Regions from separate parts of the Mus musculus genome. Here regions 1 and 2 are each linked to region 3. The links are chromatin contacts, called in public Hi-C and HiChIP or PLAC-seq maps. All regions are on one chromosome and are shown on one strand. The core of a region is the stretch at or near the end of the contact, and the rest is flanking DNA. Distances in the headings are between cores, read along the strand shown. Region 1 has its middle 90 kb from the start of Gm33897. Region 2 has its middle 30 kb from the start of Gm46240. Region 3 overlaps 4930459C07Rik (RIKEN cDNA 4930459C07 gene).

Region 1 (4,210 bases), core at 1,529-4,028, 570 kb after region 3:
ATCTCATAGGTAAGACTCCTCCAAATTTCTTGAGCAATTTCATGTCCCCTCTCCCCACTGTCTCTCAGACAATCAGGCTCTGCTTTTGCTTTTTCCTCATTTGCTTTTCCCTAAACAGTTGCAAATGGGTTCTCACTGGTTTGCCTGCAGCCTCCTGTTAGCCTCCTGGTGCTTAGATACCATCACCAGCAACATCCTAGCTAAACACAAAGAAACCGGTTTTCCCGGCTTACTGCATCTATTATTAAATAATAGAGTTTTATTGCCATCAGTTACTCAGACTCTCAGGGTCTTGTCTCACCATTTCCTTTCATTTGGGCACATGCCTCTACATCGCCATGTTTCACCCATATTAAAAAAAAAATAAAGTTTTGCCATTTAAATACTGTCCGACTTTTTTCGTCCAGAGTCTGCATCTTTATTGCCAAGGGCCAATCCCAGCCTTCAGGGTCTTTTTCTTTTCTCTGCTTAATTGATCCTCTGAGGCCAAAGTCAATGTTACTTCCTTCTGGGAAGCTTTTCTCAACCCCTACCCCTGTCAGAATGAATCACTGTTTAGACAGTGTTTCTGCCACATAAGCCAGGCTTTGTATAATCATGATTTATATTCATTCCCATTTCTCCGCTGGACTCTGACCTCTTTGGAAAAAAAAAAGGTTTTAGTTTGGTTATTCTGGGCTTAGCAAATATTCCCTCGAGGGGCTAGGAGAGTGCTTTTCCCTTGGCCAGCTCTCTTTACATTCTGATGATGTAGGATCATTTTCTTTCATTTGTAAGGTACACTGTCTTCTAGAAGCAAATCACGGTAAATTCTGAACCATCTTTGTCATGACATATAGTTTGACATAGTGCTGAAGTCACCGAACACAACTAATTGTGAGAGGAGCCATAAAATGAGACCACTGCGTGCCCTAGCAGATAGTCACTGTATCATCTGGGAGATTCAGAGCTTTGACTTACTTGTAGACATAAGACATTCTTTTTCTGTTTCTCTTTTTTTTTTCTACATCCATTTATCAAAATATTTTTTTAAACAACCAGAGAGAAGCATGTATAGTTAGGAATAAATTATCGGACTCAGGCAAAAATATGACACTAAGCTGAAGGTATTTCCAGCACCCCAAAATAGGATACAAAAGTCTTGGGAGCTGGAACATAAAATCGGGGAGGAGATATATTAAGAGGCCTAAGACATCAGGTCTTTTAGTTTAATAATATCTCTCGTATGTGGTCTTATGGAGTATTCAGCTTAGATGAAAACTTTTTCGGTGGCTTAGCTGGATTTATGAACCAATGGTCACTCAGGAACAAGAGGGTAAAATCCTTATGTTGTGTGTCTTGGTATCATTTCGAAGCCTCTCAGTTTCCTTCTCTGACATTAACAGAGAATAATCCTTCAAATTACTCATGTGAACTAATGAGACCAGTAATGAAACGGCTAGCTCCGTCATTGCTATGAGTGATGCCCTTTTAGAACACTCATTAAAAAACCTTTCTTGTCCTTCATTATGTGGAACATGCAATCCTGAAGTGTTGTAATTTACAGCAGGGCTAGGTTTCTGCTCTAAAATCCTCTCTGCTTTAACATACAAAATGCTACTTTTTCCATACTTGCATTACTCAAAGAGCAAAAAACAAAGATGAGAAATGAAACAAATTTTGAAGATAATTCTACTCATCTCCTCTAACTTGCCAATCTTTCTCCTAGAAGATGTTAAGAAGCAATACACGTGCCTCACTGAAGGAATAAACACACTCATCTGCAATTATTAGAAGCTACTTTGAAGAAAAAGGCCCACAAAGATAGATGGGCTTTTCCCAAAAGTCAGAATTATGTTTGTTTTAAAAGCAGTTATTGACTTTTCATGAGCAGTATCTCAGGCAGGCCCATCTTTTGTGATGAAATCCTGATGGTGTGAAAAGTTGAGTTCATCTGCATAGAACAGATTACATTGTGATCTGTGAAGACATCCCTCATTCGTACTTCCATACTCTCTGAACTGCTTCCTATGTCAATGATTTGAGTTGCTTACGTAAACACAATGGAAATTTTGCATTTAAATGGAAATAGAAGAATATACAGATGAAAACCTTTTCTCAAAGTACCAAGAATGGGGCCAGTGAGATGTCCCAGTGGATAAAGGTGCTTGATGCTAGGTCTGAGGACAGAAGCTCAACCCTGTAACCCACAGAATAGAACAAGAGAATGAACTCCCACGAGGTTTTCTCTGACTGACACATATGCTGTGGGACATGCCTTACTCTATCACATAAATAAACCAGTCAATAAATCAATCAATAAATATTACAAATTTAAAAAGAAATAGTATACACAAATTTTTGAATCAATAGAGTGTTCAATTTATATCGATCCAGAAATGAAAACTGTTAATTAAAAAAAAAGATGTTTATTATTTATTTATGTACACGTGTATCTCTCTGAATGTGTGAAGTGTGCATATATGAGGACTTAGAAGCCAGAGGAGAATGTATGCTCACCTGGAGCGGGAGTTACAGAATGTTTTATCAACTGAACTGTGTGCTAAACTCCACTCCTCTATAGAAGTAACAACTGTAGTCAGCTGCTGAGCCATCTCTCCAGTCGCAACTGTGTTCATTTTAACTGTTACAGGGAGACATGGATTTAGTGTGTGTGAAGCAGAATGTAACCAAGGTCCAAAATACATTTCAACTTTACACCACATATACCACAGACAAAGATGAAACTGAAGATGTTCGTGCCAAAGGAGAAGGAAAGGGGCTGGCAAGCGTGGCCTGACTAACAGATGACTAAGGAGAGGAGAATGTTTCTGATAGTTATAGGCTTCCCCAGGAGTAAGACACACAGGCCTGTTTGGTTGATCAGCCAAGCCTTGGGCTTTGCTGTCACTTAGGCTTCTTTTTCCTGTGAACGCTGGGTCTACACAAGTGAAAGAAACTGCAGTGGGGGCGGGGGGGGGGGGCGAGAAGGAGGGAGCCCGCCCCAGAGGTGGCTGAGTGTGGAATGACAGGAAAAGCCTCAACAATGGCTTAGCGCTTTAGTTCAGCATATCTAAGGAATCTTATTAGCAGTTGGGATGATAGATAGCAATAATATAGGGGTAATAACTTTATGCATCTAAGTACTTTAGAGACTGCATATAGTTTAAAGTAAATGCACCTCGGCAACAACCCTCTCTGTGTTATTTTTTTATTTTAGTCATTGAAGACCATCTTTTGGTCAAACACAATATATTTCCATCGGGGAGAAAAAGACAACCTTAAAATGCCGACATAACTCGAACAATTTGCCCTTTGAAACAAAGGTATGATTTCAAATCAACAGGGCTCTATTGAAATAAAAGTCTCACAGACAAGCTGAGATCTTAATAGACTTCATTATGTTGTTCAACCAAAATTAAAATCTGCACATTTAAAACAAACAAACAAACAAACAAACAAACAAAAAAACCCTCTTAACATGATTGTCTTCCTGTCTCACCTTGCTCCTTAGAACTCCTTGCTTCTGGGGAAGAAGCCGATTGCATTCCTGACTGAGCTGAGTCTCAGACAAGGTGAAGAGAATCATAACATTGGTTTTAGGGTAAAGCTCAACCAAAATGTTTAACGGTGATAAATGCAAAATAAATCCAGATTGTCTACCTTAGCAAAGAGAAGAGAAGCACGGTACTGGCCTTCCACATGTTTGGTATAAATAGACAGACATAGACAAAGGTCGAGGGAAAGGTTTTATATATATATATATATATATATATATATGCCAGCTATTTTTCTAGTGTTACTTGTGAGTGTTCTCATCAAGAGAATAATATTATAGTTTTTATTGTTTTTTGATAAGGGCTTCATAGCTGCTCATGGGTGGTCCTGTTCAATTTTGCCAATGGGTTTTTGCTTGGGAATTATTAGTGGCTGGGTACTTGACATAGTCATTGAGATGCATTTGTGTTTGGGTTGTCTCTATGTCCACACTGCTAGAAACCAACAGCGTCCTTTTCCCTCTCTCTTCCTCCTCTTTCTTCTAGTACGTCTCTGCATGAAGTCTGAAGTCCATTCTCACTGTTTTTCTGTGGCACATTATATTCCGCTCTGCACTGGCTCTTTGACACATTTGATTGCAAAGTTCAGTGTACCCTTTATTATGTGGTTCACAGAACTCTGTGGCAAACAGAAGCAGGTCCAGGAAAACATGATTTTTGGAGGGTGCTTAGGA
Region 2 (4,308 bases), core at 1,377-3,876, 630 kb after region 3:
TGGCCACTTCCTTGGACTCTTTTTATTTATTTTTATTGATTATTTTATTTATTTGCATTTGAAATGTTGTCCCCCTTCCCAGTCTCCCCTCTGCAAACCCCCAATCCCATTCCTCTCCCTTTTACTTCTAAGAGGGTACTCCCTCACCCACTCCGGCCTTATCCCTCTAGTGTCCCCCTTTACTGGGGCAACAAGCCTACACAGGACCAAGCGCCACCCTCCCATTGATGCCAGATAAGGCAATTCTCTGCTGCATATGTAGAGGGAGCCATAGACCCACCCATGTATATACTCTTTGGTTGGTGGTTTAGTCCCTGGTAGCTCTGAGGGGTCTGGTTAACTGATACTATCCTTCTTCCTATGGGGTTGCAAACAGCTCCTTCAGACCTTCCCTATCTTTTCCACTGGTGATCTTTCTTAAGAGTTGAATAAATACTGGTCATTCAATCTTTCTTTCTATCCCCTTGGATTTACAATGTTTTCAATTCATAATCACATGGCACTTCATTTGTTTACTTTGATTCATCTAACACAAGAGTGAAGACAGAATGCAACAAAAACAAAACAAAAGCTTTAGAAACAAAATAAGACTCTTTCCATATCTGAACTATAGCAAATATCACTTTGGGGGGGTGTCAAAATGTTTTATCACTTGGTATACCTGCATCTCAAAAGGATGTTAATGTTTAACAAGTGAAGATGTGATATTTACTGATTAGCTGTTGGGTTTTAGAGATTAACTGGCAGAAATGAGGGATTGACTGCTTCTCACATACCTCTATTTACCTTCTGTACCATCACATGGTCTGGCCAGATTATACTTTAGTATGAATCTAAATGCTAATAAGGTTCATATCATACGAACAGACATGAAGTACAGAATGTTCTGGATGGCAGTCTGAGCATAGCTTTACAAAGTATCTTTCTCATTGTATTTAATGAGGAAAATCAGTAGGAGCTTTCTAAGCATCCCACTGAAACTGAGGCAACACGTTGTGAAACTGATGGGGCATGACACTACCGTACATGGGATCTCTAGCTCCAACTCTGCAATGTCTTTTTTTCTTTTTTTAATTAGGTATTTTCCTCGTTTACATTTCCAATACTATCCCAAAAGTCCCCCATACCCACCTCCACAATCCCCTACCCACCCACTCCCCCTTTTTGGCCCTGGCGTCGCCCTGTACTGAGGCATATAAAGTTTGCAAGTCCAATGGGCCTCTCTTTGCAGTGATGGCCGACTAGGCCATCTTTTGATACATATGCAGCTAGAGACAAGAGCTCCGGGGTACTGGTTAGTTCATATTGTTGTTCCACCTATAGGGTTGCAGTTCCCTTTAGTTCCTTGGGTACTTTCTCTAGCTCCTCCATTGGGGGCACTGTGATCCATCCAATAGCTGACTGTGAGCATCCACTTCTGTGTTTGCTAGGCCCCGGCATAGTCTCACAAGAGACAGCTATATCTGGGTCCTTTCAGCAAAATCTTGCTAGTGTATGCAATGGTGTCAGCATTTGGAAGCTGATTATGGGAGATAGAAGAGAGAATCTCAGGTGCAATGTCTTTATTCTGGGAAATTAAATGAAAAGGGGATGTGAGGTGAGAAAAATAACTAAACTAGACTGGAGAAGAAGGTAAGATGAAATGAAGAGGCAGAACTAGCAGATGCCTACAGTAGATTAGGAACACCAGAGCCTTTCATCTTGTCAAGATGGAGGTATTGTTGGGAAGCCACATGAGCGCCAAGCGACATAGCTCCAACAAATTCAGCAGAGGCCAAGAAGCATGTCCTTAAGTCTTCCTGTGAGATGGCTTCCAAGTGCGATGTTTGTCTGTGACTCTTATTTAAGATACCCAGGGAGCTATCAAATGTTGTCCGTAATTGATTGACAGCCACATGAAAAGAATAAATATTTCAAACTGGAATAACAGAATAGATTTCTCCTGAGCCTTAACTTAATTCCTCTTTTTAAAACTCTCTTTCTTTTTCCCTCCTCCCTTCCAGAACTGCAATTGGAAAAAAAAAAGAGTAAATATGAAGAACTACATTGAGACAGTTGTCTGATTATTTTTTTAACCTGAGAATGCAAATGGATAAAGTTTAAAAACAAGGAGCGATGTCAAACATAATCAGAACTTTATATCCTGCAATATAAACTTTTGTAAGCTCAGAGAATCAGCCAGAACAAAATGTCTAATTGGTTTAAAATTAAAGTCAAGGTTAATATTAATAAATACTTTATAATTCTTTGTAAGTTTATTTGAATGGTATTGGCTCAAACTAAATAGATGCCATTTCTTTAAAGAGAACAGTGTTTAATTAATACCAAATGACTTAGTGTGTGGAGTTACTGTTTGTTCTGTGGCCCAGGCTTCCAAGCCTGTGTTTGTGTATGTGTGTGTGTGTGTGTGTGTGTGTGTGTGAGAGAGAGAGAGAGAGAGAGAGAGAAAGAGAGAGAGAGAGAAAGAGAGAAAGAGAGAGACCCACATTTGGTAGACTTCTACAGAATGCACACATATATTTTCTTTTTGCCAAAAAGTAACAGAAGCCTTCTGAAGGCGTAAGGCTTCATCTCTTTGATAGAGCTCTTAAAACGAGAACAAGAGTGAGCCAGAGTGGACAGGATGTGGGTGTCTGACTCACAGCGCAAGGCAGCCACATGCAGGGTCAACAACCCCACCCCATCTGTGGCCTGCCCTTTCCTCTGATCTTTTCAGATATTTCATGTGATGGTTGGCTCACAAACAGTAATGGCTTCTTGGGAATGTCGGTCATCCGAACTACCTGAAAGATAAGAAGCTCCACCTTCCTTTCTTATCCTGGCCTCCTTGGTAAAGATGGAAAGATATTGTTCCTTCAGATACACAGTAGGGAGGAAAAAGATGAGGAATCCAGGTTTCCGAGCCTTCATAAGTCTGAGCCCTGTGACTCACCGACAGACCACATGAGACAGAGGCCATGTTCTTGTATGTTTTGGTGGTGTGCAACTTTTTCTCCTCTGAGACAGACAGGAAACATGCCTAATTCATTGTATAGCAGCTATATAAGGCTCTGAGGATAAATACTGACTAAATCCCAGGAGTATTTTAGTGAGGAGCAGTATGCACATGAGCCCATAACTACTTACAGAGTGGCTGAGAGGCTGCTGAGTAGTGATCAATGTCTTAGTTTAAGGGATATAAAAACAGTTATTACAATATATCATAATATAACATAATACAGTAATATATATATATATGTACATATAAGATACATACATAATGTTATAACTCATGAAGCGGTAGATGGAAAGAGAACAGAGAGGAGGAAATACTTAACAGGGAGGACTGGACTCCACTGTGTTAATTAGACAAGGCTCTGGGAGAGGAAGAGCTATGCTGGGCTGGACGCTGCAATATACTCAATGAACATCAAAAATGATGAGAGGTTTCAGGTAAAGGGAAGAGTCTTTGAAGAGCACCATCGCTGAATGTTTAAAACAAGAAAACTGAGAAAAGAGAAAGGGCTAGAGCTCTTGGAACAATGGAAGGAATGAGAAGAGAAGGAGAAAGGTATTCATTCATTTTCTAATCTAGCCTGCAGGCTGCACAGTCAGTGACCCCGAAACAATGGACAGTCAAGTGTGCTTTGCAGTGTCTCCGGTAGCCCAGGTTGGCTTCAAACTTATTCTGTAGGTGCAAACCTCATTCTCCATCCTGAAAACCCCCGAGTTCTGGTGTTCCTGGCATGTGCCACACCTAGATGGGATTATAATTTTGTTCTTATAATTTCTGGAGTTTATGTGGTTGTTGGTAAAATTCTGTTGAAACTGTGATGGAAGAAAACTCTCTCTCTCTCTCTCACTCGCTCTCTTAATCTCTCTCTCTCTCTCTCTCTCTCTCTCTCTGAGGTACCGTTTCACTATATACAGCAACCTGGCCTTCAATCACAGAAATCTGCCTTTAATGAAAGAGCTGGGATTAAAGACATATCCCACCATATCTGGCCATTTTCTTATTTTTCAGGCAGGCTTGTTGCCTGCACATAGAGCTTATAGATTTGGCCATATTATCATCTGCAAGCTCCAGGAATCTTCTTGTCTCCAACACTCTGGCGGATTACAGGCATGCACTGTTGTACCTGGTGTTTTCTTTTTAGGTGGGTGCTGTGGGGGGTCAAATTCAAGTCCATGTGATTGCATGGCAAGCATCTTATGACCTAGCTATCGCCACAGCTCTATTTCTGTAGATAATTTGGTTGGTTTGGTTGGTTGTTGGTTCGTTTGCTGGTTGGTTGTTTTGGAGATGAAAATCGCATCCACTAAAACACA
Region 3 (4,270 bases), core at 35-2,534:
CACTTTTTGGCCCTGACGTTCCTCTGTACTGGGGCATATAAAGTTTGCAAGTCCAATGGGCCTCTCTTTCCAGTGATGGCCGACTAGGCCATCTTTTGATACATATGCAGCTAGAGTCAAGAGCTCCGGGGTACTGGTTAGTTCATAATGTTGTTCCACCTATAGGGTTGCAGATCCCTTTAGTTCCTTGGGTACTTTCTCTAGCTCCTCCATTGGGGGCCCTGTGATCCCTCCAATAGTTGACTGTGAGCATCCACTTCTGTGTTTGCTAGGCCCCGTTATAGTCTCACAAGAGACAGCTATATCAGGCAGGGTTCTGAGGCCTCTTTCAATGTTCAGACATCACAAGTCGGGACTTTGGGGCTTCTAATGTAAAGGGCAGCCTCCACGTGTTCTCTGTGTCTCCAAGTGCTTTTTTTTTTTTTTTTTTTCCTCCTGGAAGATGACCAGATATGGCCCACAGACAGAATCAGCACTGACTACACACCCATGTTTTCCTTTCCCCTTAAAAAATTCAAGATTGTGACCCACATTGGGTACTTTGCAGCAAGCTTGCTAAGTCTTGACCAACTTGGTTTTGGAATAATGAACAATGAGTCAGAGTGGAACCATTCAAAGAAACCCACAAAACATTTCTTCGAGAAAAGATTTGCGGGTAAGGAAAATGATGCTCAGATGTCTAATACGCCCTGCTTGTGGTCATGTAGAGTAGGTTATCCTCATGAAAACTGGAGAGGTACTTGTGCTTTGCACTAATCCTCCTTGTTTATTCATGGAAGTATTAATTGCCTTATTTCTTATTTCCCCCAAGTAAGGGCAAAAGGTAGCTCCCGATACTGGGTCCAGGAAGAATAAAGCTAAGTAAGATTATACACTGGCCATTTCTTATGTAAAGTGCTGCCCTTCATAGAGAGACCTTAGGAATTGTTCTCTTCCTGGGACAGCCAGTGAGTGTTAACTGCTGGAAGCATCTCTCAGCAGTCTACGTAGACAGCTTATTATTTTGAGGGCTGTGAAATGCCATTTAGGTATGGATTGATGTTCTTTTGTTGTTGATCCTCAATCTTCTGAAACAGGAGACCTCAAGGGGTCTATTTTCATGAAATGCCCACCAAAATTTTGCCTCAGTCTGAGCCAACTAGTGGATCACTGATTGCCAGTGCCCAGATGATGACTACCGCCGTGTTTCTCAACCTTGCCATGAGGATAGCACTCTGTGATCTGTGACAATGAGTAGTGAAGTCATTCTTAGGGGCTTCTGGGACAGCTTTCTTTGTGCTCATCCACTGAGTTGATGGTTGGTGACTTGAGGACATGATGCATGAATCACAACCTCTGCCCTGATGTCTAAGGTACTACCGTCTGACTTCCAAGACAACTGTGATGAGTCAGATCTCGCCTCTTAGTAGTTAGTTACTTGTGCTGTTTGGAGGGTCTCAGATAAGCCCTTGGGAAGTTTGTCAGCTGGTCTGGTTGACTAGCAGGATTTTGTTTCCCATAATCGGGTGGCCATTTAATAACCTTCTTTGCCTTTGGGTTCCCAAGTTAATAGAGCTCTGAAAAATATAATCCCTTCTAATTAAGTTTTACCACATGGTTTAATGCTATAAAGACTTTTACCAGGGGGCTTAGGTCATACTACAAATGCCCCTCTTCCCACTCATGTGGGGGGACGTCTCTGCTTGCTTTGAAACTGAAGTGTTCCCAGATAGTATAACCTTCCTTCAGTTCTTACACGTAGGCTTCCTTATGGGCTTTGATTCTAAAAGAGTAGTTAGACAGTGCTCCTCAGACTGGACTGGGGCTGAGGGTTCTGAAGGCATCCTGCCCCCCCATGAATGCTAAGCAGTCCCGGTGACCACAATGTGGTTGACATTGTCCCAGTGAATGACAGGGCTTGAGAGATGGGGAAACCACACAGCCGTAAGAACTGGCAAGCTTCCACACTTACTGTGTGCCAGAAGAGGAGCCCAGTGGTTTACATGTGCTCTATTATCTGATTTTTCATCATAGTCCAAGAAATGCTTCTATATTCCCACTTTGCAGATGCGACTGTTGAGGCTCTGAAAGGCCAAATTATTTGCCTAAAGCCGTATACACAGTGACAGACTTATGTCACTTGTGTAATTTGGATCCATGGGCTGTTGAATTCTGGAACCTATACTTTAACTGTTATACTGGCTTAGTTCTGTGCAGATACTGCCAGCATCAAGAACAAACTGTATCTAGATATAAATAACACATAAATATGAGCAGGCCTGGTTCATGGACATATTCCTTTAGAGCTCTAAGGAACAAGTTAGCTTTGTGACTTTGACAGAAAACAGAAGGTAGGTTGTGAAGTTTCTTGGGTAATTCTAGGTACTTGGACACCTGTTCAGCTATTCTGGGATTCTGTGGTGGGGGTAAGGGGATACAGGGAGGGTGAGGTCATTATTGCAAAAACCATTTCCTGAAAGCTTGACTTCAGGAAATGCAGGAGCATTAAAAATACCCATTGTGTGGGAGCCGTGGCCAGATCATGACTCACATTTAACAATTGTGTCCATAGGTCACAAAGGATTTGAGGAACATAGGAGATATTCATACTAAACTCTGTCTGTGGGTGGTTCATTATGAAGCGTTCAGTAGGTTGCGAATCATGTTACCATTTCAAGAGTGACATTTACAAGTTTTCCTGGAAACTGTGAGGCCAGACTTCTTCATTCATACATTGATTTGCAATTAGTTGTCCACCTACTAAGTACAAGGAACTGCATTAGTTCCCTTAGGATATTAGAAAAAGAACTAAGTTGCGTTCTTGACCTTTGCGGTGTGTAGGAAGCACCTGCAGGAAAATGGCCTTCTTTGTAAATTTGCCCACATCTTTGCTTTCACAAAAGGAAGGCCAACTCTTAAAGGAAGATGCTTCAGTTCATTTCCACCACAAAGAAAGGGCTCTAAGTAAATCTGCCAACTCTCAGAACTTATTCCCAGCAATCCCTGGGAGAGGCTTGGCTTGGGCTTGGTAGGTACTTTTTCTGTCATTGTAAGAATGAGACCAGGTGAAGGGAACAGAAATTATTAATTGAATGATCCTGTGCATTTTTTTTAAAATTGGCACTGAGAATGTTTTTGTTTATTATTTCTAATTTATATTTTATTCAAAGTTATATATTCTAAATAAGATATATACATATGCATTACAAAAGGCAGTAATAATCTTCTCCTAGGAAGCTACCCCAAACCCAAGGTTCAGAATAGCATCAATACTTTGCATTTCCCTATGCCTTCTTTCTCTGTCCTAGCATCCCATCTCTCCCCTTTGGAGGAAGCCATTGTCTTGAAACTATGCTTACAAGATAGAGAATGGAGGTCTCAACTCCTCCAGTCTGTTCACGATGAGGCAAAGCTGAAGGAGAAGTAGCTCAGTACTCAGGGTTCATTTCACCATGGCAGAAAGACTCATATTGGTGGCTGTGTTTATTTCCATACAGGCTCCTACTGGTTACATGGAGACATAGTGTCTGGCAAAGGAGTGGATCATCTGAAGACCTTGGTATTAGAAGTGAGTCCAGGACCAATCCTAATGAATGACTCTGTAGGAACCAGGCAGATATGAAGGCTAGGGTGATGGCTCAGTCAGGAAGAGCTCTTTCTGTGAAAGTATGAAAACTGGACTTAAACCCTAGAATCCATATAAAATAGTAGATGCAGTCACATGTGCACCTATAATCCCAAGTGTCTGGGAGGACAGAAAACAAGAGGGTCACTGGGGCTTGCTGGCCACCAGCCTGGTAAATAAGGCAGAGGACAACAAAACAGGGTGCTTGATGCCTTCCTCTGGCCTCCATTGAGATACACCTCCCTGGGAATGAGAATGCTTGTGCTCACTCACCACACACACACACACACACACACAGAATCACAGGATATTTTATAAAAAGTAATAAGAAACTATTTAGTATATATTATTTAATATTCTAATTTTTTATTGTTTTGAAAAATTCAACTAAATACCACAAGTTAATAACTGGTGATCAAAATAAACTTCAGAAGGCTGAAATATTAGCTCACTAGAAACACGGAGGAAAACATGTTATTATCAACTCTTCGGAGAGGCCATGATCTTTTTTTTTTTTAAACTTTGAAATGACAGAGGAAACCACAAGGAGAAATGATTGACACTTGCAGTTACGTAAGAAAATGGTAAATATACAACCAGCAATATAACTTAGGCCAGCAGATGGAAGCGACTTTTATCTAACATGACACCCAAGCTCTCATCTGT

The links. HiChIP or PLAC-seq counts read pairs in DNA pulled down with a chosen protein or histone mark. Hi-C and Micro-C count contacts between places; a contact is called where the count stands out from the background.
Region 1: a contact with region 3 is called in a CTCF HiChIP or PLAC-seq map of the NIH/3T3 cell line, with 11 read pairs. The contact joins two enhancer-like sites.
Region 2: a contact with region 3 is called in a Hi-C map of bone marrow-derived macrophages, with 12 read pairs. The contact joins two enhancer-like sites. A contact is called at or near these places in 1 of 15 datasets of contacts at CTCF or cohesin (the NIH/3T3 cell line), 2 of 484 Hi-C or Micro-C datasets (CD8 T cells and bone marrow-derived macrophages), 1 of 115 datasets of contacts at active chromatin or transcription factors (effector CD8 T cells) and 1 of 9 other capture datasets (embryonic stem cells).

Annotation. Positions count from the first base shown.
Region 1 is chr10:96,803,998-96,808,207 of GRCm38.p6, forward strand. No RefSeq gene overlaps it. Among named protein-coding and RNA genes, the nearest start is that of Gm33897, 90 kb to the left of the region's middle. Within about 2 kb of position 2,779, at least 40 of the 459 cell types and tissues checked have an H3K27ac peak or open chromatin away from gene starts, as enhancers often do. A contact at or near this core is called in the NIH/3T3 cell line, where this site is marked.
Region 2 is chr10:96,869,040-96,873,347 of GRCm38.p6, forward strand. No RefSeq gene overlaps it. Among named protein-coding and RNA genes, the nearest start is that of Gm46240, 30 kb to the right of the region's middle. Within about 2 kb of position 2,627, at least 84 of the 459 cell types and tissues checked have an H3K27ac peak or open chromatin away from gene starts, as enhancers often do. A contact at or near this core is called in CD8 T cells, the NIH/3T3 cell line and bone marrow-derived macrophages, where this site is marked.
Region 3 is chr10:96,236,572-96,240,841 of GRCm38.p6, forward strand. All of the region lies in intron 1 of 4930459C07Rik (RIKEN cDNA 4930459C07 gene), which reads left to right. The region is part of intron 2 of Gm40747 (a long non-coding RNA gene); the gene reads right to left. Among named protein-coding and RNA genes, the nearest start is that of 4930459C07Rik, 12 kb to the left of the region's middle. Within about 2 kb of position 1,285, at least 75 of the 459 cell types and tissues checked have an H3K27ac peak or open chromatin away from gene starts, as enhancers often do. A contact at or near this core is called in CD8 T cells, the NIH/3T3 cell line and bone marrow-derived macrophages, where this site is marked.